6 separate regions of the Mus musculus genome follow, and all the other regions are linked to region 4. The links are chromatin contacts, called in public Hi-C and HiChIP or PLAC-seq maps. All regions are on one chromosome and are shown on one strand. The core of a region is the stretch at or near the end of the contact, and the rest is flanking DNA. Distances in the headings are between cores, read along the strand shown. Region 1 overlaps Ldb2 (LIM domain binding 2). Region 2 overlaps Ldb2 (LIM domain binding 2). Region 3 overlaps Ldb2 (LIM domain binding 2). Region 4 overlaps D5Ertd615e (DNA segment, Chr 5, ERATO Doi 615, expressed). Region 5 overlaps Ldb2 (LIM domain binding 2). Region 6 overlaps Ldb2 (LIM domain binding 2).

Region 1 (3,430 bases), core at 241-2,740, 650 kb after region 4:
GCTCCTTCCATAGCTGGCATCGAGGATGATATCTAAATACTAGTTTTTCTTTCTTTGGAGGTGGAATCTGTCCTCTATCATCACTATTGTGACTCATTTGTTTGTAAGTACCAACTATACAGACTGTATGGAATGATATATAATTTATAACCAGTAACGAATTTATTGCAAAGCTACTGTTAGTGTAGTGGGTGATTTCTGTTTACTCTGTGACCATTCCAAACCTGCCTGAGTGGATGTTTCAGGACTTCTCTCTACTGGCTACTTTTCTTCAGCTTTTATCAAGGAAGTTCTTTATTCCTGTTTTCCCAATCTCACAAAACCTTTTCCTCCTGCCCTTATTAGCCTTTGAAATTGTCTTTCCTGTGATACCTTCTACCCTATGTCTGTGCATTCACCACTTTCTGTCCCGCAGAGAGCATGGTCTGAACATACATAGATGTGGAATAAATAGAAAGACTTGGGAAGAACAGTAAAGCCCAGTGTGGATAATGGAAAAGTTTCATGTAGCATAGTGGATATTATGCTCAGAATGAGTACAGGTTGGCAGGATGGGACCTGTGTTCCTGGACACCAAGGAAGGAAAGGACAATAGCCATTGCAATCCAGGACTGAAGCAGTGCCATGTGGCTTTGTAAGAGGGATGTGGAACATTTGGGGCTGGTCACGATGGGGTCTGAGAAGCTGGGGTAAGGAAGGAATTTCCAACAGTTTCTAGTCTTCCTGTTTAGATGTGTATCTGACCATTGCTGGCAGAAATGTGTAGGGCAGATTTATCCACATACAGAATAAAATAACATGTGGAGCTCAGCCTTTGTTCCCATCTCCCCTGACTGTGGAAGCAGGGAAAAAGATGTGCCCAGCACAGTCTACAGAGGAGATGCAGCTGGCCAAAGCCATGGTTCCAGCCTCTTTTGCTTCTGTTGTTTGTTTCTTACCGACTCCTGATATCATGGTGGAAGGACAGATGGAGGAGAGGGCCAGGCAAGATGTCACGATGCCATTGAAACCATGCATGTGAAGAACTTCAGGATAGACTCAGGTTGTTACAATATTGAGGACCATAAGAACATGCAGGGCCAGTATCTGGATCTTTCATGTCATGAATCCTTTTTGGGACATATATTGATAACTAAAAGAGATTTTCACAGGCCAAAGGTTGGTCCCAGATTTTCTCAAACCAAACAGAAGTTAAACATCTGAAATGCAAAGATTAGATGTTCCAGGTCATTCTCCCTTGGGTCTTTTCCATCAGGCATTTCCAAGGAAGTTCTTTTCTCTTTGTTTCCTGTTCTTCCCAATCTACTTCCAGGGTTCTAAAATTTTAAGAATTATAGACCATTTTAGCTATAAATCCTTTCTTTATGGTAGAACTGATGTGCTAAAGCAGGACTGGTGCAAAGAGTAACAGCAGCAGCAGCCACACAGTAAGACCAGCAATAGCAGTAGCCATAGCAACGGCCATTGTGTTAGCAGTGGTCACAGGAATTGTGCTAGGGCAGCTCTGTCACTGCTCACTGTGCCAGTCAACATTCCAGTAGCTACCTATATTGTCTTCAACTCTATCACATCCTCTGTTATAGTTCCTCCTACAGAAAAGGGAACTGCTGCACAGAGGACTTATACAGTACTAGCAGGATTAGTTAGCAGGATCAGCCTGACCCAGAGCTGGACACCGTAAACCATGCCCTGAGCTCCAGCTTTCCCAGAGCTGTGGATCAGATCTAAGGGGTAGCAGCTTAAATGAGAAATGTCCCCTATATGCTCAGACAGTTGAATACTTCATCTCCAGTTGATGACGCTGTTTGGGGAGGTTTAAGAGATGTGACCTTACAGGAGAATTTATGTCTCTAGAGTAAGCTTTGAGAGCTAAAGGCCTCATTATACTTCTAGTTCATTTTTTTCTGCTTCATGTATATGGCTAATGATATAATCTCTTGACTCCTGCTTCTCCCACTATCCCTGATGCTTATTGCCATCCTTTCCGGCCATGACAGATTCTTATCCCCCTGGAACCATTAGCCCAAAACATCTCTCTTTTTTAATAAGTTGTCTCGGTAAGGATGCTTCATCACAGTAACCTCTGCACAAGGCAGTGCCTTGCTTTGCTCCGTGGTTGCTGTGTGTCTCTGGTAGGTTGCTTAGCTCCTCTGTGTCTTCAAATAAAAAATGAGCCGAACTCTTGGGGCTCTATTCGTAGAGCACTGGATGCCCTCTATTACTCAGTCTCTGGCATTGAGCCTTGTGCAGAGTAGCGTTCTCCCAGCCTGATGCTGTCATCCTCTTTCCACACCATTTCCAGAAGGAACCCACTACCACACTGATGCTCAAGGCCATTTAACATTGTGCATCTGCCAGGTAGTTCTTGGGCACTCCACCCACTCTTTCTTTCAACCCTCCTTACCTTACTTCAGGAAGAGAGTTGGGAGATGAGACTGATCAATTGACCAACATCCTCATGTGCAGGTCAAGGTTACCCATTGAAGCTTTAGGTCAGAGGCTCTTAACCTGTGAGTCAAATGAGCCTTCATTGGGATAAGCTGAGACCATTGGCAACACAGATATTTACATTAGATTCCCAACAGTGAGAAAGTTACAGTTACCACAACCTGAGAGAGTATATTAAAGGGTCATAGCATTAGGAAAATCAGGAACTCCTGCTTTAGGTCTTTGTGGTGAAGGCTGGAGCAACCCTTAAAGAGTCTGGTAAAATCAGAATGACTTCTGAGCAAAAGACCATTTGGCCTTTCCTTGTCTGATAATCTGAGGGACAAAAGGCACCAAGACTGGAAGCATCCTGTCATACTACCTGCGTCCTTTAGAGTCCCATCTCAGGCACTTTGTATGGCATAGCCTTGGATCTGTCACTTAACCTTTCTCTGTTTCACGGACCTCAGCATTAACATGGAAGTAATAAAAGGCTGTCCCTCCCAGGACTGTTGTGAGTAACAAAGGAGTTAATAAGTGTAAAAATTCACTAGATGCAAAATGAGAGCTATTTATATCAGTCAGGTTCAACGTAGGCTGCCGGCTTCTCCTTTATGTCTCCCTTTCGTTGTGTTAGCTGATGAGAACATTTATTCTATCAATTCAGCAGGGGGCTTTAACTTGTTTTATGAAGTCATTACCTACACTGTTTTCATATTCAAAGTAGTCCGGGAGGGGTCAGGAGGGATGGTGCACAGGCACGGGCCAATGACATTATGCTTTCCCTTTAGGCTCCCCACTTTGTATTAAAAGGGGACACTGGTAAGAAGACACCATGGGTATCATTGTACAGCAAGCTCTGTGTAACTGGTCCCACTCTACTTCAAGCCTGTCTACCCAGATCCAATGCAATTGAACATTTATTAGGGATGTGGGCATCCCTTTGAAAATCAACCAGAAGTTTCCAAGAAGGAAAACAAAGAGCATTTGTATCCCAGTCCAG
Region 2 (3,279 bases), core at 604-3,103, 690 kb after region 4:
TGATGAGGGGTAGCAGTTCTTCCTGGGAAAGGATAGAGTGTGTTCTGATCTAGCCACTAAATCCTCAAGAAAATCAGGTTAAAACCCTGGAAGTCCTGTTTTTGTGTGAAGTCATTCCTCCTTAGACTGTGCAGGACACTGGGTGCTCCTGGAAGTCTATCACAACATCAGGCTCCACTTAATACTAGCTGATGTGTGCATTTGTTTCTCTGACCCTGCCTAGCAAGTAAGTCCCCAGTCGTTGCTTCTTACCATGTGTTTTAATCTGGAGTCATTCTTCATTAAAGGGTACTCTTAAAATAACAAATCCAAGGATTTTCAATATCATCTCTCCCAAATCAGTTTCTCTTTTTCTATCTAGTGATCATAACGGGAGGAAACTGATTTTGGACCTACATACCTATCATCTGGGACCCTGAGGGCTGGGCTGGGAGATGGTTGCTGCACCAATGGGACCATGAATTTGAAGCCATCCTGTGCTACACAGTGACATTCTGTCTCCATGACAAAAGCTCATAAACAATAAACATGAAACAACAATAAAAAAGATGATACATAGAGGTGATTTAGTAAGAGTATAAGGTCTTGGTGTTTGTCACCCACTCCAGAACCTACTAGGGTGTATGGCATATATAGCAGCTGGGTGTGCAATAGGTCTTTATTGAAGAAGTGAGTGAATGCATGCAACAGGAAGCTATGATGCTTCCACGTGGGTACTTTAAATTCTCCAGGATCAGGTTTAGTAATGATGGTGACAGAACGCTACTTTTGTTCCTGATGCCCATTGATCCATGGGTTCAAGCCACTATCTACTAAAGGCACACTTGCTTTCCCTTAAGCAATAAGCTTACAACTCTGGCCTAGGGACATTTGGTATCTGGTGCAAAATGTGGCTCTTGAACTTTGTCTTCAAATCTGTATCTTTCCCTGTATGATTGGGGATAATGCTAGTGCTCAACCACAAAACAAACAGCAGGATGTGAGCACTTGCGTTCTGTGGGGGAGTGCTACACAAACACACTATTTCAAGTCTGTCATCTACCATGCTTTCTCTTTGCATTGTGGTATGCTAACTGACCTTTCCTCTACCCACTAAAATCATGACAACCAACCAAAGCCATCTTCCAAGACTTTGCCAAGTGTTCACTGAGAAATGAAATTGTTCCTTGTTGAAATCTATGGGCCTGAAGATTCTGTGGAAACAATAAAATTTTATTGAGTTTTGATGACTTGTTTTTAATGAGAGTACTGTACACAGAAAAGTCTGGTAAGGATTACAGAGCGAGAGGTTCAGGGGCAGATGACAAAGCCAGTGAAATGTAGTCATTGCAGAAGTGTGGCTAATAAATCCTGGTAAATGGTCCCATTTTCTTCATTATCTTGAGCCTTTAGTTTCTAACCACTTACTTTTTTCATACAGTGCACCACATTTGTAACTTTTTCATGTGCATGTAACACACACACACACACACACACACACACACACACACACACACAAAATCATTCCTTCAGGGATGTTTAAAACTTCCCTCCTGCTTGCCTAAAATCAAAAATGAGCACAATAAGTTAATTAAACACAAATGAAAGTCAGGATACATTGGTCTTTGACTCATGAGCAACATTCACTTTTTTTTACCCAACAGATGAACATTTAAATGCAGGGAAAGTCGGGGATTAAAGCCTAATAAAATGTTGTATAAACTCTTAAGTCATGTTGACTTCAATGGTGAGATCATGCCAAGAAAGTTAATGGAGCCAGCTCCAGGGACGACGACCCCAGTGATTTATCCACTTCTGTACACTTCTAAGCAGAAACACATGTCTGCAAAAATGAGCCCTGGCAAACCAAAAAGAAAGATCAAACTGCCGAGTTGTATGGCAGGCCTTTTCTGCAAGTGTTGCGTGTTACTGTTATATTGAAGGGCAATCTTTGTCTTTATGTGACTGCAAAACCATACTGCAATAAGTTTGACACGTGCAAGAATGTGATCTTTTTTTGGAGTGTATTCCCCCAGGGAGTGCTGCTGTCCACGTTTCAAAGAGACCCCATCCTAAGAATCAGGTCCATCTGAGGATCTCTCTCAGTGAAAGAACTGTTTTGTTTGTTTTTGTGGGATTGTTTGTTTCCTCTTGAAGAATCAGTCCAGAATCTGTAATGAGAAGACAGCTCAATATGTTTGGGAAAATCAATAGCTTTGACTTTTAATCACTACCTTTCTGGCTCTCTGGGCATGTGGCACAGAAAAGACTATTTAACCATTCTCATTCCTAGTCTTCCTAAAAGTTCCCCACCACCAGTGGGGCGGGGAAAATGTAGAGAATTACAGAGTGGAGCATCCTCTGTGTAGGACTGACTTAACCCTCCTGTCCATCTCCTCAGCATCTAAACCAAAATCTCGTCCTCTGTAGGGACAAACATAGTGTCCTTTGATTGCTCCCCTGTTTTCAGACATTGTGAGTTAGCTGACTATATCTAAAACTTGGGAAGTTTCAATAAAGGCCTATAGATTAAACTTTAGGGAAAAACATTCATCTCTAACAATATTGGGGCCCTGTAGTTCCTTCCCATCCTCAAATTACATTATTCTTGATGTCTCCATCTGGTTTGCCTCACTTGTTCGTATTATTCATTGGATCTGTCTAAGGCTGAAGATTTTGGTCATATGGCACTTGCAGAGTTATGGAGACCAGTACATGTGAGGCTCTAAGGATGCTATGGTCTAGTGGTATACATGATGCCTTCAATAAATTCACCATCTTATTAAGGGCTTATTGTAAGTGATGATTTCAATTTAGGAGGAATTTATTGAATTCCTCCTCGGGATCTGGCACTGAGGATACAAACTTAATGAGATATAGCCCCTGCCCAAGAGGAAGCAACTCTGCTGACCTCTTCAACCCTATTGATTGGATTGGAGTTTCACTATCTCTGTTTCCAGCCCAGGTTGAGACCCATAATATGATTAATTTTTTATATTCTGTTTATGATACCATCGAGTTGAGCCCTAGTTTTTTGTTGTTGTTGTTTTGCCTTGTTTTCAATGTATTTATAACATAAAATAGTTGCAATGACTTTGCTAATGATAAATTTCATCTTTCTGTCACTTTGTTAAAAAAGGCCAACAGAAGCCAGGTTGTATCATTTCTTACTGAGGGGCAGGGGGTTTCTTCTTCCTCCTCTTAAATTTTAGGCTTCTCATTTTTCAGCCTAGTACTGTCATCATGGGAATCAAGTAATGGATGTCTACTGAAGTTGATACAGGAATGAATAATAGCAGA
Region 3 (3,575 bases), core at 676-3,175, 590 kb after region 4:
TGGACCCAGCAGAAAGTATTTTTACGCAGTGAGCCACATTGCCTGTCTCAATTCACCTGTTATTTAGCACCTACTCTCTGACAGGGATTGTGCAAAAGTTGAGCTTCATTCTTTGCCGGGTGACCAGTGTCTTTATAAGAGGAGAAAACAGGGATGAGAGTGTAGCTCAGGGATGAGCAATCAATCACCCATCATGAGAATGAGGCCTTGAGTTTGACTTAGCAGTACTAAAAGACAAAGGAGGAAGGAAGAGATGAGGAGGGGAAATATCAGGAGGAGGTGACAGGCTCACGAAGACACACACAGGAACATCATAATTGAGCAGAAATGGGGATAATAAATCTGGAATCCAAGAGACAGCAAGGAGAGCCAGCAGCATCCCTGAAGTTGGGGAAAGGTGTAGAAAAGATGTGTCCTATAAGATCTCTGTAAGATCCAGCCCTGCTGACATGCCTGAGTGTGAGAGCAGTGACAGCCTAAACTGTACAAGATTAAGGCACATCACTACAGCACCTCTAGGGCACAGCCTACCCAGCATTTTACAGTGGGAACCTGCACAATCTTGCACTGTGGTTCTGGTTCCAGCCTCTCCTTCAGAACAACACAAGCTCCACCCCTGGTGCTGAGTTGCTGGGCACATCCTTTTCTTTCCTTCTGTCTCTGATCCAAATTCCTTCTGGATAGTGGAAAGACTTAACACTCACTACCACAGTCTTAGATTCTGAAAAACACTTAACACTCAACAGCCTTGAAAAGACAAACAAAACAAAAGAGGTTCTTGGCTACAGCAGACTTTCTAAGGCCTTAGAAACCACAAGCAGCCCACATTTCTATCTAATTCTACTGATATTATTCTCTTAAGATTTATTTTAGTTTGAGTTGTGTGGCTGTGTGCAGCAGTGTGTGGAATTGTGGATGGGGGTATAGGTGTATGTGGAGGCCAGAATCAGTTCATCCCCCTGAGCCAGAGTTACAAGTGTTTGTAAAATAGCTGATGTGGGTGCTGGAAGCTGAAAAGGGTACCGTACAAGCACAGTGCACACTGAACCACTGAGGCATCCTTCTACCTTCCTGCTGATAGTAATTTTATTTTTTACATTTTTATTTGTATTGTGTTTATATGTGTGCCCATATATACATAGGTGCCCATGTCAAAGTCAGTTTTCTCCTTCTAATGAGTGGGTCTAGGGGCAAGCATCTCTACCCACTGAACCATCCTGCCAGTCGACTGATATTATCAAGTACCCATTCTCTGTCCGAAATCGAGCAATGAGTTGAAAGCCAACGAAACCACAAAAACCTCTGATTTCTGAAGTCTATGGTCTAGGTTGAGGGAAGGGTCAGGTTTACCAGCAAACATACAGGAGCGTGTTAGTACTATAGATCTCTTTGAACAGTTCTAAGCTCCTAAAAGGAAATAAATCAGGGGGAGGGGACAGTCACTTCAGCCACTTCAGCTAGATGGTGCAGAGAAAGGCTTCTTCTCAGAGATGACATTGCATCTGGGCCTTAATTATTAAAAAAAGGACACATCTTCAAGATGTGAAGGGCAAGACGAATAAGCACAGACACACACCTCCCTCCCCCAAAAAAATAAAAAGAAGAAAAAGTTAGCATGTGGTATTTAGAAAACAGAGAGAAATTACTCTAGCAAGGGACACAGGGGCTGAGGGATATGGAAGAGTGACAGGGAGACTGGTCCTATTCCTCATCCTCTGTAGCAAGACGCGTTCCACGCTGCAGGCACGTGACTTATGTGCCTCTACTGTGAGGAATGCTGCTCACCGAAAATTACATTCGATGTTTATGGCTGGCAAGGGGGGGATGCAGCCTTGATCAAATCCAGCCTTAGGAATGGGGCCACTTTCTCATCAAGGCCAAAGAGAGCAAAGCCAGACCTTGCATTTTCTTCTCATTAAATCATAGAGGGCCAGAGGGGCCACCCATGGAGGCTGTCCTTACTTGGCAGTTTATGCCTGGCCTTTACTTGGTTTGAAGCTTTATGTTCTTTGTGTTCTAGCAACAAGGCAAGGCAGAGCTGACTTCTGGGACTCCTGTCTCGGCTGATCTTAGCCATGTGCCGGCATACAAGCCCTTCAGCCATTCTGTGCCCTGTGGTTTGGTGCAGGGTGGATATGAGAAATGGCTTCTTGTTACAAAGTCATCGTGTTTGTCCTTGGTTTTGTGTCTTAAAAAAAAAAATCATAGATGTCTCTAATTGCTTCTTTGTGGCCAAAATGTTCCTAGACTGGAATTCTATAGGAAATATAGTTTGCTTTATTAAATAGCATTTCTAAGGGACTTGAGAGGTCTTTGGTTGTGTTTGTTTTTCCCTTTGCTTTTTTTTTTTTTTTGAGTTTTAATTTGTTGCAATGTGTAATCACTTGCTCCTGCACTGGAATTACTCTCTGAGCTTCTATAATCATGTAGTATAATTCCCTTTATTACTTGGGAATCATTTTTAGCCTTCTGTTACAATGACTGGACAAGGAACAGATGAAGCCAACGTAGTATGTCCTTTCTTTCCATGATGTGTCTCTCAGGGAGCAAACCCAGGTCATCAGGTTAGATGCCTGCTTCCTTTACTTTTTGTCTTCCTATGGTTTGGGAAAGAGGGGCACTGCAAGCAGCAACCCTCAACAAATGTCACGTGAACCTCACACATCTTGGACCAGTAAGGTTTATGCTGTTGACATTTTACACTGGAAGAACTACAGTCGGGGTCAGAGCTATAGAGCCAGGCAGGCTCCTGGAATTCCCAAGCCTCCCCCCTACCTGTCTCCAACCTGCAGTGTGATTTTTCTAACGTGTAAACAAATAGGAATAAAGGCTGCTTCTGAGATGTTAGAACAAAACAAATAACATGTAGTGAAATGTGTTAGTGAGTCCCTTGCCACACACTATTGATAATTAATGCTGTTTCTTTACCTGGAGGAAAACAGCTCTATTTTTACTTAATACAGAGAATGGTAACATACCAGGGCTTCGGCGCAGTATTAGGGCTCTCAAAGGAAGCAGACCTAAGAGAAGCTATCTATATGATACGGGATTGGTGCACAGTCTTATGAAGATTGATAAATTCTCAACTCGGCAGGTGACGCAAGAGCACCAGACCCCCAAGAGACACAAAGTCCAATAATGTTGAGTTAGAGTACATGAGTGGGACAAAGCAAAGGCCAAGCTCAAGCAGTCAGGTTGAAACCCTTGCTTCTGAGTGTCTGTCTGTCTGTGTGTATGTCTGAATCTATGTATGTGTGTGTTCATGCATGTGTGCACCTGTATATGTATGCACATGTATACTGTTCCTCAGGTGCTGTACACCTAAAAAAATCAAAAACAAAAACAAAAAACAACCTTTCTCTCTGCCTTGTTCTTAACTTTCTTTGTCTGACACAGGATCTTTCGCAGGCTTGGAGCCTGCCAAGTAGACCAGAATGGCTGGACTCTGAGCCCCAGAGAGCCACCCATTTCTGCTTCCACAGCACAAACACACTTGGCTTTATTATTTTTTTACTGTGTATGAGTATATTGTTTGTATGTATACCTGTGTACCAAGTGCATGCTTGGTACTCAGG
Region 4 (3,327 bases), core at 587-3,086:
GCTGGATCCCACTTTGGGCCTGTCGCTGGACCTTCTTTTCCTCAGGCTCCTCTCCATGTCCATCCCTGTAATTCTTTCAGACAGGAACAATTATGGGTCAGAGGTGTGACTGTGGGATGGCAAACCCATCCCTCACTTTATGTCCTGTCTTCCTGCTGAAAGTGACACCAGTCATTTTTATCTTGTGTATTTATTTTGTTTGAAGACAGTCTCTACAAAGGACCCCTTGGAACACTAATATCTTCTTACTCTAGATACTGACTTTATTATGCCATTTGATGGCTGGTAAATTGAGACATTAATAAATAAAACTATGCAAATAAGTTTTACAATTTAGTCATTGCCTGACTATAGACAAGCAACTTCATGCCCATGAGCTCTAGTTTTCCTATTTGCAAAATAGGAACAATAATGTCTGCTCTGTGCTGTTATGAGGGTAGAAATCTAATCTAAATTGTCCCTTAACTCAAAGGCCAGCCCCTAAGAATAAGACTCTTGTCTGTGTTTACCAAATATAGTGTCCTCCTGACTCTTTGGCCAGGACTCAATTTCATGTTTCCTGGTCAGTTGTGAGTGTAGAAGGGAAAAGAGAGGATGTGCGTGTATTAGGAGTGTATGTGGCTGAAATTTGACTCTGTTAAAGCATGCTGTCTCCTAACAGCTCTTCTTTTGGGGTTTGGAGAAACAAAAGACTTCTTCTCTTGGTTAGGAAACCAAGATCTAGAAGCATGAAGTCTCTGGGAGCCATTTCTTCTATTCCTAAAATTGACTCTAATGTGCTCTGTGACCTATGGAACACACTTTTACCTGTCTGAATCTCTGCTTCCTATGACATAAGATAGGTCTGGGGACATTGCTTAGTGTTTAACTTCCTGGTGTGAGCTTTACCTACCTGGTGTGAGGTCTTAGTCTTGAATTTGATCAAATTACAAAAATAAAATAAGGTAAAATGAGGTGGCTAGTCCAGGTGGCATTAGCGACTCTTCAATCTTTGCAGTTTTAAAATTCTATCCAGATTTGGGAGTATAAAAACCTCGAAGTGTGTTTCTTTTCTGTAAAATGAAGGGGTGTGTGGTAGCAACGAAGAGGTCGATGATGGGACTGTTATTTTAAATTGGCCACTTGGGGTCGCTAGCGACTCGAGACTGGCTGATAAGGACAGCAGAATGCCTCAGGGAATGGATTCTGGGGGCGGTTGATGAAATTTTCTTTCTTGTCTCTCCCTTTGGTTCTAGAATTTGGCAGAAAACTTGATCGCATCATTAGTGTTGAACAGCTCTTAAGCACGTGGCAGAGGACTGTATAGAGCCTAGGCTGTGGCAAGGTAGCCATGCCCATCCCCAAAGAGAAGAGAAGAGAAGAGAAGAGAAGAGAAGAGAAGAGAAGAGAAGAGAAGAGAAGGGAACAGAAAGAAAATAAAAGGAAAGGAAAGGAAAGGAAAGGAAAGGAAAGGAAAGGAAAGGAAAGGAAAGGAAAGGAAAGGAAAGGAAAAACAGAAAAGAATTAGACAAATATCGGAGATGCAGCTGGTCCTGCCTTTTGATTACTCGGTGTGCCTTGACTTGAAAAACCGGTTCTGCAAGGTTAAACTGGGTGGCATAAAACCTGACTCCGAGGTAGTGTAGTTTGTCCCATAGAATTCGGAATCATCAAAGGCAGAGAGCATTGAATTCCCACGGAAGCCCGCTGAGTAGGGGGTTTTCCTGATGAGCTCTGCTGATGAGGAAAATGTAGCGGAGAAAGACGCAAAAGTCCCAGTGGAATCCAGTGAGGGATCACCTAGCAAGAAATAAACAAAAGAGGGCCAAGCGTCTTTGCACTTGGAGCTGACAAGCTCCGCATAATGTAACCCTGTCCAGAAGAGCAGTACCCTGCTCAGAGCATGAGAATAGCTTTCTGCAGTGCTGTGTAAACAGTCTTTTTCACTAGCCTTCCTGGCTGCTAAACTGGGAGAAGCTTAAGTGGAGGAGGAGGAGGAGGAGGAAAAGGAGGAGGAGTCATCGTCAGAAGGATCTTAATAGAGACAGATTTGGAACTCCCACTGTCCCCTTTCAGGTCTTGAATTACTGTTAATTTTGTTACACCCATCTCTCTTCTCCTAATACTTTTAGAGAATGACAATAAAGAGTCTGCAAAACGAGGGAAATCCACTTTGCCAGGCTGGTCAAAGAGACCCTATCTAGGGGCTGCTTCAGATGGAGGTCTTCTGCAACAGAAGTGAAATATCTATGCCCCAGGTGCCCTTCAGGGGTCATCTGCAGTACCCCTTTGCAGTTTGCTGTTGGGGAGCAGCTTACAGAAAAGGAAAGTGTTTGTGCCATTGTTTGGGGGCTTTCCTTGTTTGCCCCCTCCAAACCTCCAAGTCCAGTCCCTGGTAAACTGTTGGGGACTCTGGAGACTTCAGCGTCTTTTCAGTTTCTTCCTAAACTGTACATTCACACCCATACTGTTTATGTGCACGATCCCCTCTGGTATGTGTCCAGCACAGTTACAGAAACGTACTACGTCTGGGTGCACTCAGGACTTTCAAGGGGTTAACCTCTTTTTTTATATTGCTATCTTCTGTGAAATGGAATAATGCTGGTATTTCCCTAAGGGTGTGATGGGTAGGTTGTAGCAATGTTGAAGTGTAAGGTGATCCAGACTTAGTGACACTATGATAGGTACTATTCCTTGAACTTTGCAGTCCATGATGGTAGCATGTATAACGACAGAACATTCAAAATATAGCTACTGGTGCACTGAGAACAGACTGCCCCGAAAACACTATGGGACATCTCCAGCAATTTTTACACAGATCCTAAGTTTATGTTGTAATTGGTTGCAAATATGTGCTTGAATAAAGTGCCTTTTAAAAGTTAATCTTATGCTACTTTTTGAAAATATGGCTACTAGGCAATTATTATACAAATAATCATGATAGAATATTTTTTTTTACAAATGGCTTATATTTGTATCTCACACTTTATTTCTGCTTGATTTTGCTACCCTAGTCCCTCTAGGACTCATCTGTCTACTAAAATACTACCATTCAACACTACCAAGCTCATTTTGCAGAGCCAACATTACTTGGTAACAAAACAAGAAAGAAAGAAAGAGGAAAGAAAAAGAAAGAAAGAAAGAAAGAAAGAAAGAAAGAAAGAAAGAAAGAAAGGAAGAAAGAAAGAGAGAGAGAGAGAGAGAGAGAGAGAGAAAAAATGAAAACTGTAGATTATTTTCCCTGGTAAATATTTTTAAAATCTCAATAAAATACTTGCAAATTGAATTCAAGAACACATTAAGAACATCCTACACTGTGACCAAGTTGGTTTCAGTCCAAGGTTGGTT
Region 5 (3,653 bases), core at 1,009-3,508, 620 kb after region 4:
ATATATAACATGATGACTGCTGTTAGCTTTGTATTATTTTGTCTTAAAATTTTCTTGAGAGCAACCATCTCAGATGTGTCCACGACTACAACAATACAGGTCAACATGTAGGAAAATTGCTATATTATTTTTTTAACTTTCTATATCAGTCTACTTTTATATTAAAAAATGATGTGGCTTAATTATATGTAAATACTTGGTCTTACTCTAATTTCTCCCCACCACCACCTCTCTTGCTCTCTCTCTCTCTCTCTTGCTCTCTCTACCTCTCTCTTTTGGTGTTGTTGGGAATAGCAGCCAGGGACAGCCTTGTACAAATAGGGCAAGAACTATATCTATCCCAGAGCTACCTCTCCATCCAACAAATATGAGGCTTCTATACATGCTGATGGACTTCTAACACTGGTGTACAGCTGCAACCCAACATGTGGGCTTTGCTAGCTGCAGGCACTGTGTGGCAGCTGGTATTTTCCCCATTTTTCAAAGTATTCGCACTAACACAATCTCGAGTTCCTGCAACCCATCTTGTTTTGGAATGTAAGACAGATCATGGAATAACTTGCAAATTTGTCGAAAGAATCAGGGCTTGAGACTCAGATTTAAACTCAAACCTAAAATGGCATCCACAGCACACAGACTTATAAATTCCTTAAATGCGTGATTGGAGTGTTCTCCTATGTAAAGTCTGATTAAATCATCAAGCTGTATAAAATAAGTAGTCCTGAGCAGTCAGTGAGTAGCTGCTAGGATCTTCTTAATAGACATGATTTCAGTGCAAAAACCCACTTATTTAGTTAACCTTCCTCAGGGGTGGTCTATGTGTCACTTTCTGTACCCTGACTACAGAAAAATGAATGGATAAAACCTTGTGCTCTGTATTTTAATTTTTAAAATACAAGCTCCAAATTAGTAATTATGAGAGCCACCATTCAGGTTCTCAGCAGTGCAGCCATTATTTTTCACTTGATAATTATTCTGTTAAGCTAATGTTAGACCAGCACTGTGCCTTATTTAAGAAAATGGCTCACCAGCCCAGTACAACCATGCCCAACTGTGGAAGAGCTCAAAGATTTTTTAGTCCAGTCTGATCTGCAGCATAGTCTCATTGTCTTCAATTTAAGAAGTTCCGAGATGTTTTCTGTTTGGCTTTAGGTGTGTGCAGCATCCTTCCCAAGGTCCTACTGCATCTCTTGACAGTTAGTGGTTTCATTCTGTTCCTCCCGTTCATGGCGCTGGGCTTTGCCAAGCAACCCGTTCAGTTGACACACCCTCTCCATTGAGTGCCTTCAGGAGGAGCAGAGAAGATGATCTATTCCCAGGGAATTGAGGAAGGAAGGTGGATCTTCATGTTATCAGTGGTTTTTGTCTAAAAAGAGACCCTGGTATGGATTCCTATTTCAGTTCAAACTAAGTAATTCTAGCTATGATGCTACAATTTTCATAAAAAGGAATCAGAATATGGATTCTTTTTTAATCTTGAGGAAGGGTTGAGGTCTATATTAAGAAAAGTCTCTAGCATAGTTTTAGGTTTAGACTTAAGGGGAAAAAAAAGTCAAGGAAGGAAAGACTGCACACTCTGGATGTGAGTGCTGGCTTCTCGAGAGGGATAAGGTCGCTCGGTGGATTCTTATCTTGGTTCATTTGGATGCAACAGCAAAAACTTTTGACCTGGTTAAGGGGTTAAAATGACAATTAGGCTACTGATGGTTAAAGTCTTGAAAATTTCTGTATAATCATGAGTGTATGGTTAGGGTGTAGGCGAGAAGTATATTCTGACCCACTGCATGTCCCTGTGACTTAGTAAATGGCAGAGAAGAGACCCATAGTTAATATTTGCTATGCAGGATCGACTCTCTGTATCTCATGCCATCCTTACTGCCCGTCCCAGCCAGGTTTCTATTTAATACTTGGTGTATTGGAAAAAGTGAGATTGCAGGGGACATAAAAACCCGATGAGACAAATGACTCCTGCTATGATCCTAAAAATGCCCTTCCCTGTTCCCCCTCCCCTGCTTCACTGACTCAATCAAGAACCAGCACAGGTTAAGAAGAAATCGTTTGCCATGGCGCACGGGTACCGCCAGCTTCCCGTTCTTTTCACAGTTCAGCGTGGACCGCTGCAATCCTTCTGACATCGCTGCTCCAATGCTGACATTTGTGAGTCTTCTTCTCCCGTGCAGTATGGGACCCTCCATATGTCTCCCACAGTAACTCCCTATGTTTTCAGAGAATCTGAAGATTCATTTCCTTCCAAGTGCTGGTTGCTGGCACTTCCTCCAAGCCTCCCAAACTGCCAAGCGATGAACTTCAATTTAGAGGAGCTGTTACATTTGTCATCGTGAATTTGCTCAACTTTAAAGAAATTTGAAGATTTATGCTTATCCCCAGTGGGCCCTGAGACTATCTCTGAAGCTAGGAAAGTTCATACTTGACTCCCTTTTCACTGTTGTGAGTAAGGGAGTTTACAGATGCATTCAGTTGCCCTGCCAGGGCTCTGGATCCCTGCCTTGTCTCACCCTGGAAAGATTTGAACGTATAGGGGCTGTGGTGTGACTCACCCCTGTAGAGTCAGGAGGAGGGTAAGCTCTTTACTGTTTTCAGAATGAAAGCACACACTAAATCCTTTCTTTTAAGGCAAATAGCCCAGTGTTGTAAATGCAACAAGCCTGACATGTGATCATATAGCTGCTTCTACAGTGATGAACCTATATTATGCCTCTTCTCTCTGAGCCTTACTATTTTCAATGAATACTATATTTGCGTAGCACCAGAATAATGATATTTATAAGTGACATGCAGGCACTTCCCGGTACTTAAAGATAATCAACAAATCGTAACTGTAATGATTATTTTGTACAGAACACATCCAGAAGCTGACTCGGCTTTGGCTTGTTCACAGCAACTTACCTAGTTAATTCTAGAAGTGGAATTCACACCTCCATATATACATCTTGTTACTGTTGTTCTGAAACACAAGTTTCTGGTCGTCAGTGACTTGGGATGAAGTGTTCTCTGGTCTTTTTTTTCATTGGAAATAATCTAGAAGAAAAGTGGCTGATGTGTGATTGTGTTTTGTTCTTTGACCCACTTTTGAAATAGTTCTTAGTCAAGTGCATTAGAATCACTAATAGCTTTGTGCTCCGTGATGTGCAAACCATGAGAGGCAACCTATCTGATTTAGTTTTAGTTTTCAGTAGCAGCCTATCAGATTGTTACATACTCCAGACTCAAAATAGCACATGATATTGCTTCGGTTTTCCTGACTTAGGAGCTCAGGACAGGCTAGCTGGATAATCTGGGTGTTCTGGATACAACCAAGCTGAACATTGTGTTAGTTGAGGTGTAGGTCTAACTAAAGCTAGCAGTATTCAGTTACTTGCAATGGCTAAGGAGGAAAGTCCTTGTTTAATAATTTTTTTAATTTAGTCTTTGAAATTTTCATACATGGATACAATGTTCTTTGATCATATCTATCTCCCATTCCCCCTGTTAGGAGACAGTTTGCTGAGTCTAGCCATCTCAGAAACAAGTTCCATCTTGCTGGCAGAGCCAAACTGAATCCATGTTCCCAGGCCCCAGAATCAGCTCCTATACTGCTTCTTCTGGTGTTTCGAGGTTGTCTGTTAACTAATAAGGAATGTCAAAAGGGAAGT
Region 6 (3,425 bases), core at 573-3,072, 740 kb after region 4:
GCCCAAACCCACAAGAGAGCAAGGTGAGTTGATCTGAGGGGATGTAATGGAACATTTTAGACTTGTGCTAGACCACACCCCACCTCACTTTTCTGAGGAATCCACAAGGCATGAAGTGCTTTTCTCATCTTAGTTAAGACACAGAGGTTTGCTTCTTGGCTTCATTTTATCTGGAATGTTCCCTCTGCTCCCCAGTGTGCTGTTTGTTTGTTTGTTTGTTTGTTTGTTTGTTTGTTATGTGTGTATGTTTTGGTTTTCTTTCTTTCTTTCCAGGAAAACAAGGCAATCACTAGAAAGAGCTGAACATAGCTCCCTTGGCTCTGAGAGCATCAATTATTTGGACCACCTATGTCATTTTGCTCCAAGGCAGAATGGACTATTTGCCTACTCCTGTAATAAATATTTCAATACTCTGATGAAAAATATCTCTTTCTAGGACATGTAGTTTCATTATAGCGACTTAATCCAGATGCTAATTATGCACATTTATTTTTAGGAAATTTGATAGGATTCGAAGGATTCATTTTTCTTCTCTCTCTCTCTCTCCCTCTGCCTGTCCCTCCCTCCCTCCTTCCACCCTTGATGTTCACTATGCTACTCTAATTTCCTTCTGTTCTTATGTTAATTAAAAATAACTTAGCCTTGTGTAATCAAACACTATGGCTATTTTAAACAAAAAGTAAGCTTCCTGGTGCCACAAAGAAAGAGAATTGTAAAACCTGAGCTGGCATTCTGGTCCTACTCCTGGAGGATTTTTAGCACATTATGTGTCTGCAGCTTACATTGTTCTAATTTAGACGACCACTAAACTGTTTCTCCCCAAATAGCATTTGACCCAATGGCTCTGAGTTGCTTTTATGAAAATTTGGTCAACTAGCGAATCGGAAATCAGCCACATTCCTAATCAACAGAGATATTAAATATCCCTCAGGGGTATAGTGAGCATTTTGCAATTTCCTGATACCAGGAACATTATAGATTAAGGATAAATATGTAATTAGAATTTTTAAATGCACATAATAAAGCCTTTCTTTTATGTTTTCAATTTCAAATCAAATAGAAAAACAAGGCTTAATAATCAGAAGAGCATGCCGGGAGAGTTTCAGAGTCAAAGCCCCTTGAGTTATTGTCAAGGATGTGAACATGTGAACATCGGGAGATCCTGAGAGAGCCACTGTAAATGTAAATTCTTGGCTTTTGCAAAGTAAAACAATAGGTACAACCCCTGTTGGATACCTGCATCACTTCTGCAAACATGAGTTTTTGGATTTTTTTTCTCTTCTCAGTTATTTATCATGAAATCATTTACTCCTGAGACAAATATAACCTGGAAGCACATTAACTAAGTGTCCTCTAAGTGAACACTTCTCACTTGATTTTCTTCACAGTTGTTTCCCATTCTGACTTTTCCCTGTGTATCACACTACAATCTAAAATTTCTTATGTCAAAGATCATATCCCCCTAATTAAGTATTATGTCCCCCAAATAAAATTTACATATGTGATATCTCTAGGTAAAATTCAGAGAGCTTTTTAGAATTTAGATAGTATTCTAAATTCTCTATTAGACTCACGCTGTTGTTCATATATAAAGATACAAAACTAAATATTCCCACCTATTAAAAAATATACACATTGCTCTATGAGAGCTGTTGAATCATAGGACAGTGTGATCAGTATTACTTCATTAGCTAGAGAGAGAGAAGGGTTAAAAAGCTACCGGGTAGTTGGAGAAATGTTCTTTTTTACTTTTCTCATTCCTGGCCGAGTCTCAAGCTAGCACGTGATCAACTGAATGCCTGCCAGCCTCTTTCTTGTTGATCCTCCGGAGACCATCTGTGCTGGGGGCATTGATTAGAGTGTGTCTGCTGGGATTACATCTTTTCTGTTGCCATGCCAACTAATCAGCTGATTTTGGTTACCACAGAAACAAAATGTCAGAGCTCACAGTACGGTAACATGAATTCAGCACAACAGAAAATGTTTTCTTAATTGGGGACCCTTTTTGATTTTTGGATTCCAACAGAAAAGCAGGATATTTTTTTCCTTTAAAGACCAACTTTAGATAAAAGCTGCATTAACTCTATTGATTAATAAGAATCTACAGATATTTTTTGAAGTGAGAAAACATTACTTTTACTTTATTAGCTATGCTTATTTTTTTATATTTCCTAACAAAGGAGACATACACTCTTCCATATGTACCTCTGTTATGGTTCTTGGTGGTTGCATAGAAAACAAACCACAAAGCTTTGGATTTCATTTAGCTTCCATTAGAGAAGGGGAGTCTCCCGGAGTCTTGGGATAATGCTATATGTATAATCATTTGGGAGGGGGGAAGAACACCGACCAAAATTCTCTTGCATCTTTCATTTTTGGATATCATTTAACTTACTTTAAAAAAAAAATCTGTTGTAGTCAACTGGGAAACAGTTCTAAGAATTCCCATTTTATACATAGTACTCCCTGGATACAGTGAGCCCATTTGACTCCAAAGGGAGCCCGTGACTTGTGGCAATTTTCCATTTTGTTGGCCTGACGCGGTTTGTCTGTAAGAGAAGTCCCAACCAGTTTGCTATGACAGAGTGAAGGAAGGAAGCACCTAACCTTGGCCCTGCAGATGCTCCCACTGAGCAGACTTCAGAAGGATTACACACTTTCCCTCTCATCATAAAACTTGGATCTAGCTGAAGCAGACCAGAGCCTTTTTCTACCCTGATCCTGTGGTTTACAGACAGAAAACAAATAGATGATAATAGCAGCAGCAGCAGCAAGAACAACAATAATAGTAACAATAAATGACCCTGATATTAAACCAGGCTAATATATTTGTTTAACTATCTAATAATCCCATCTCTTAAAAAAATAAAGAAAATATTATAGCCTATGGATATGTTTTTCCCATAGATAGTTTACTTGTGACCCTCCCTTCTGTGAAAGTTGTCACTGCAGGTGACTTGTATGAAATTAACACCCTGAAGTGGAGGTAGGGATTTGGTTTAATCTGCATGATACTTCTTTGAGAACCTTGGTAAATTAATTCCAGTGCTCGAGATGTGTTTGGGAGAATGGTTTGGGGACATTGGCGACATCTGCCTTTCTACTCACTAACACTCATAGCTAAGCTGCCAGAAACCATGCTCAGCAGACAACCCCTCTCAGAGTTTTAGGGCATGGAGCCCACATGTCCAAACTTACTCAGAAGTTCTGCTAATTGCTTCTGAGGTTGAGGTCTTCACCCAGATTATCAATAATTATCTCATTACATCCAACAGATCTTTGATAAAATGAAGATGGCAAGTGTACTTTTTTTCAGCAGAGCCTGATTAAGCCTTCTATACTGATTCTTCCCCACAACTTCTGAAATGTCTCATCAGAGTACATGGAACGCCCCCGACCATTGCCTGTGACAGTTAGAACTTCCC

What was found. A called contact is a pair of places that touch in the nucleus more often than the background predicts. HiChIP or PLAC-seq counts read pairs in DNA pulled down with a chosen protein or histone mark.
Region 1: a contact with region 4 is called in an H3K27ac HiChIP or PLAC-seq map of VIP interneurons, with 14 times the contacts expected there. The contact joins two enhancer-like sites. A contact is called at or near these places in 2 of 484 Hi-C or Micro-C datasets (cerebral cortex and uterus) and 3 of 115 datasets of contacts at active chromatin or transcription factors (VIP interneurons, embryonic forebrain and embryonic limb bud).
Region 2: a Hi-C map of uterus shows a contact between it and region 4, with 5 times the contacts expected there. The contact joins two enhancer-like sites. A contact is called at or near these places in 3 of 484 Hi-C or Micro-C datasets (all in uterus) and 2 of 115 datasets of contacts at active chromatin or transcription factors (embryonic basal ganglia and embryonic hindbrain).
Region 3: a contact with region 4 is called in an H3K4me3 HiChIP or PLAC-seq map of embryonic midbrain, with 7 times the contacts expected there. The contact joins two enhancer-like sites. A contact is called at or near these places in 4 of 484 Hi-C or Micro-C datasets (cranial neural crest, uterus and ventral hippocampal neurons) and 3 of 115 datasets of contacts at active chromatin or transcription factors (craniofacial prominence, embryonic midbrain and forebrain).
Region 5: a contact with region 4 is called in a Hi-C map of cortical neurons. The contact joins two enhancer-like sites. A contact is called at or near these places in 12 of 484 Hi-C or Micro-C datasets (the C2C12 cell line, adipose-derived mesenchymal stem cells, cerebral cortex and 6 more) and 6 of 115 datasets of contacts at active chromatin or transcription factors (craniofacial prominence, embryonic basal ganglia, embryonic forebrain and 3 more).
Region 6: an H3K4me3 HiChIP or PLAC-seq map of forebrain shows a contact between it and region 4, with 8 times the contacts expected there. The contact joins two enhancer-like sites. A contact is called at or near these places in 3 of 484 Hi-C or Micro-C datasets (cerebral cortex, immediate neuronal precursor and nephron progenitors) and 3 of 115 datasets of contacts at active chromatin or transcription factors (embryonic basal ganglia, forebrain and neural progenitor cells).

What each region holds. Positions count from the first base shown.
Region 1 is chr5:44,627,466-44,630,895 of GRCm38.p6, reverse strand. All of the region lies in intron 2 of Ldb2 (LIM domain binding 2), which reads left to right. Among named protein-coding and RNA genes, the nearest start is that of Ldb2, 170 kb to the left of the region's middle. Within about 2 kb of position 1,490, at least 19 of the 459 cell types and tissues checked have an H3K27ac peak or open chromatin away from gene starts, as enhancers often do. A contact at or near this core is called in VIP interneurons, where this site is marked.
Region 2 is chr5:44,585,260-44,588,538 of GRCm38.p6, reverse strand. All of the region lies in intron 2 of Ldb2 (LIM domain binding 2), which reads left to right. Among named protein-coding and RNA genes, the nearest start is that of Gm40297, 160 kb to the right of the region's middle. Within about 2 kb of position 1,853, at least 15 of the 459 cell types and tissues checked have an H3K27ac peak or open chromatin away from gene starts, as enhancers often do. A contact at or near this core is called in uterus, where this site is marked.
Region 3 is chr5:44,684,806-44,688,380 of GRCm38.p6, reverse strand. The region is part of intron 1 of Ldb2 (LIM domain binding 2); the gene reads left to right. Among named protein-coding and RNA genes, the nearest start is that of Ldb2, 110 kb to the left of the region's middle. Within about 2 kb of position 1,925, at least 21 of the 459 cell types and tissues checked have an H3K27ac peak or open chromatin away from gene starts, as enhancers often do. A contact at or near this core is called in uterus, where this site is marked.
Region 4 is chr5:45,276,635-45,279,961 of GRCm38.p6, reverse strand. The region is part of intron 4 of D5Ertd615e (DNA segment, Chr 5, ERATO Doi 615, expressed); the gene reads left to right. Among named protein-coding and RNA genes, the nearest start is that of Gm46912, 120 kb to the right of the region's middle. Within about 2 kb of position 1,836, at least 68 of the 459 cell types and tissues checked have an H3K27ac peak or open chromatin away from gene starts, as enhancers often do. A contact at or near this core is called in VIP interneurons, cortical neurons, forebrain and 1 more, where this site is marked.
Region 5 is chr5:44,658,441-44,662,093 of GRCm38.p6, reverse strand. All of the region lies in intron 2 of Ldb2 (LIM domain binding 2), which reads left to right. Among named protein-coding and RNA genes, the nearest start is that of Ldb2, 140 kb to the left of the region's middle. Within about 2 kb of position 2,258, at least 5 of the 459 cell types and tissues checked have an H3K27ac peak or open chromatin away from gene starts, as enhancers often do. A contact at or near this core is called in cortical neurons, where this site is marked.
Region 6 is chr5:44,536,613-44,540,037 of GRCm38.p6, reverse strand. All of the region lies in intron 3 of Ldb2 (LIM domain binding 2), which reads left to right. Among named protein-coding and RNA genes, the nearest start is that of Gm40297, 110 kb to the right of the region's middle. Within about 2 kb of position 1,822, at least 56 of the 459 cell types and tissues checked have an H3K27ac peak or open chromatin away from gene starts, as enhancers often do. A contact at or near this core is called in forebrain, where this site is marked.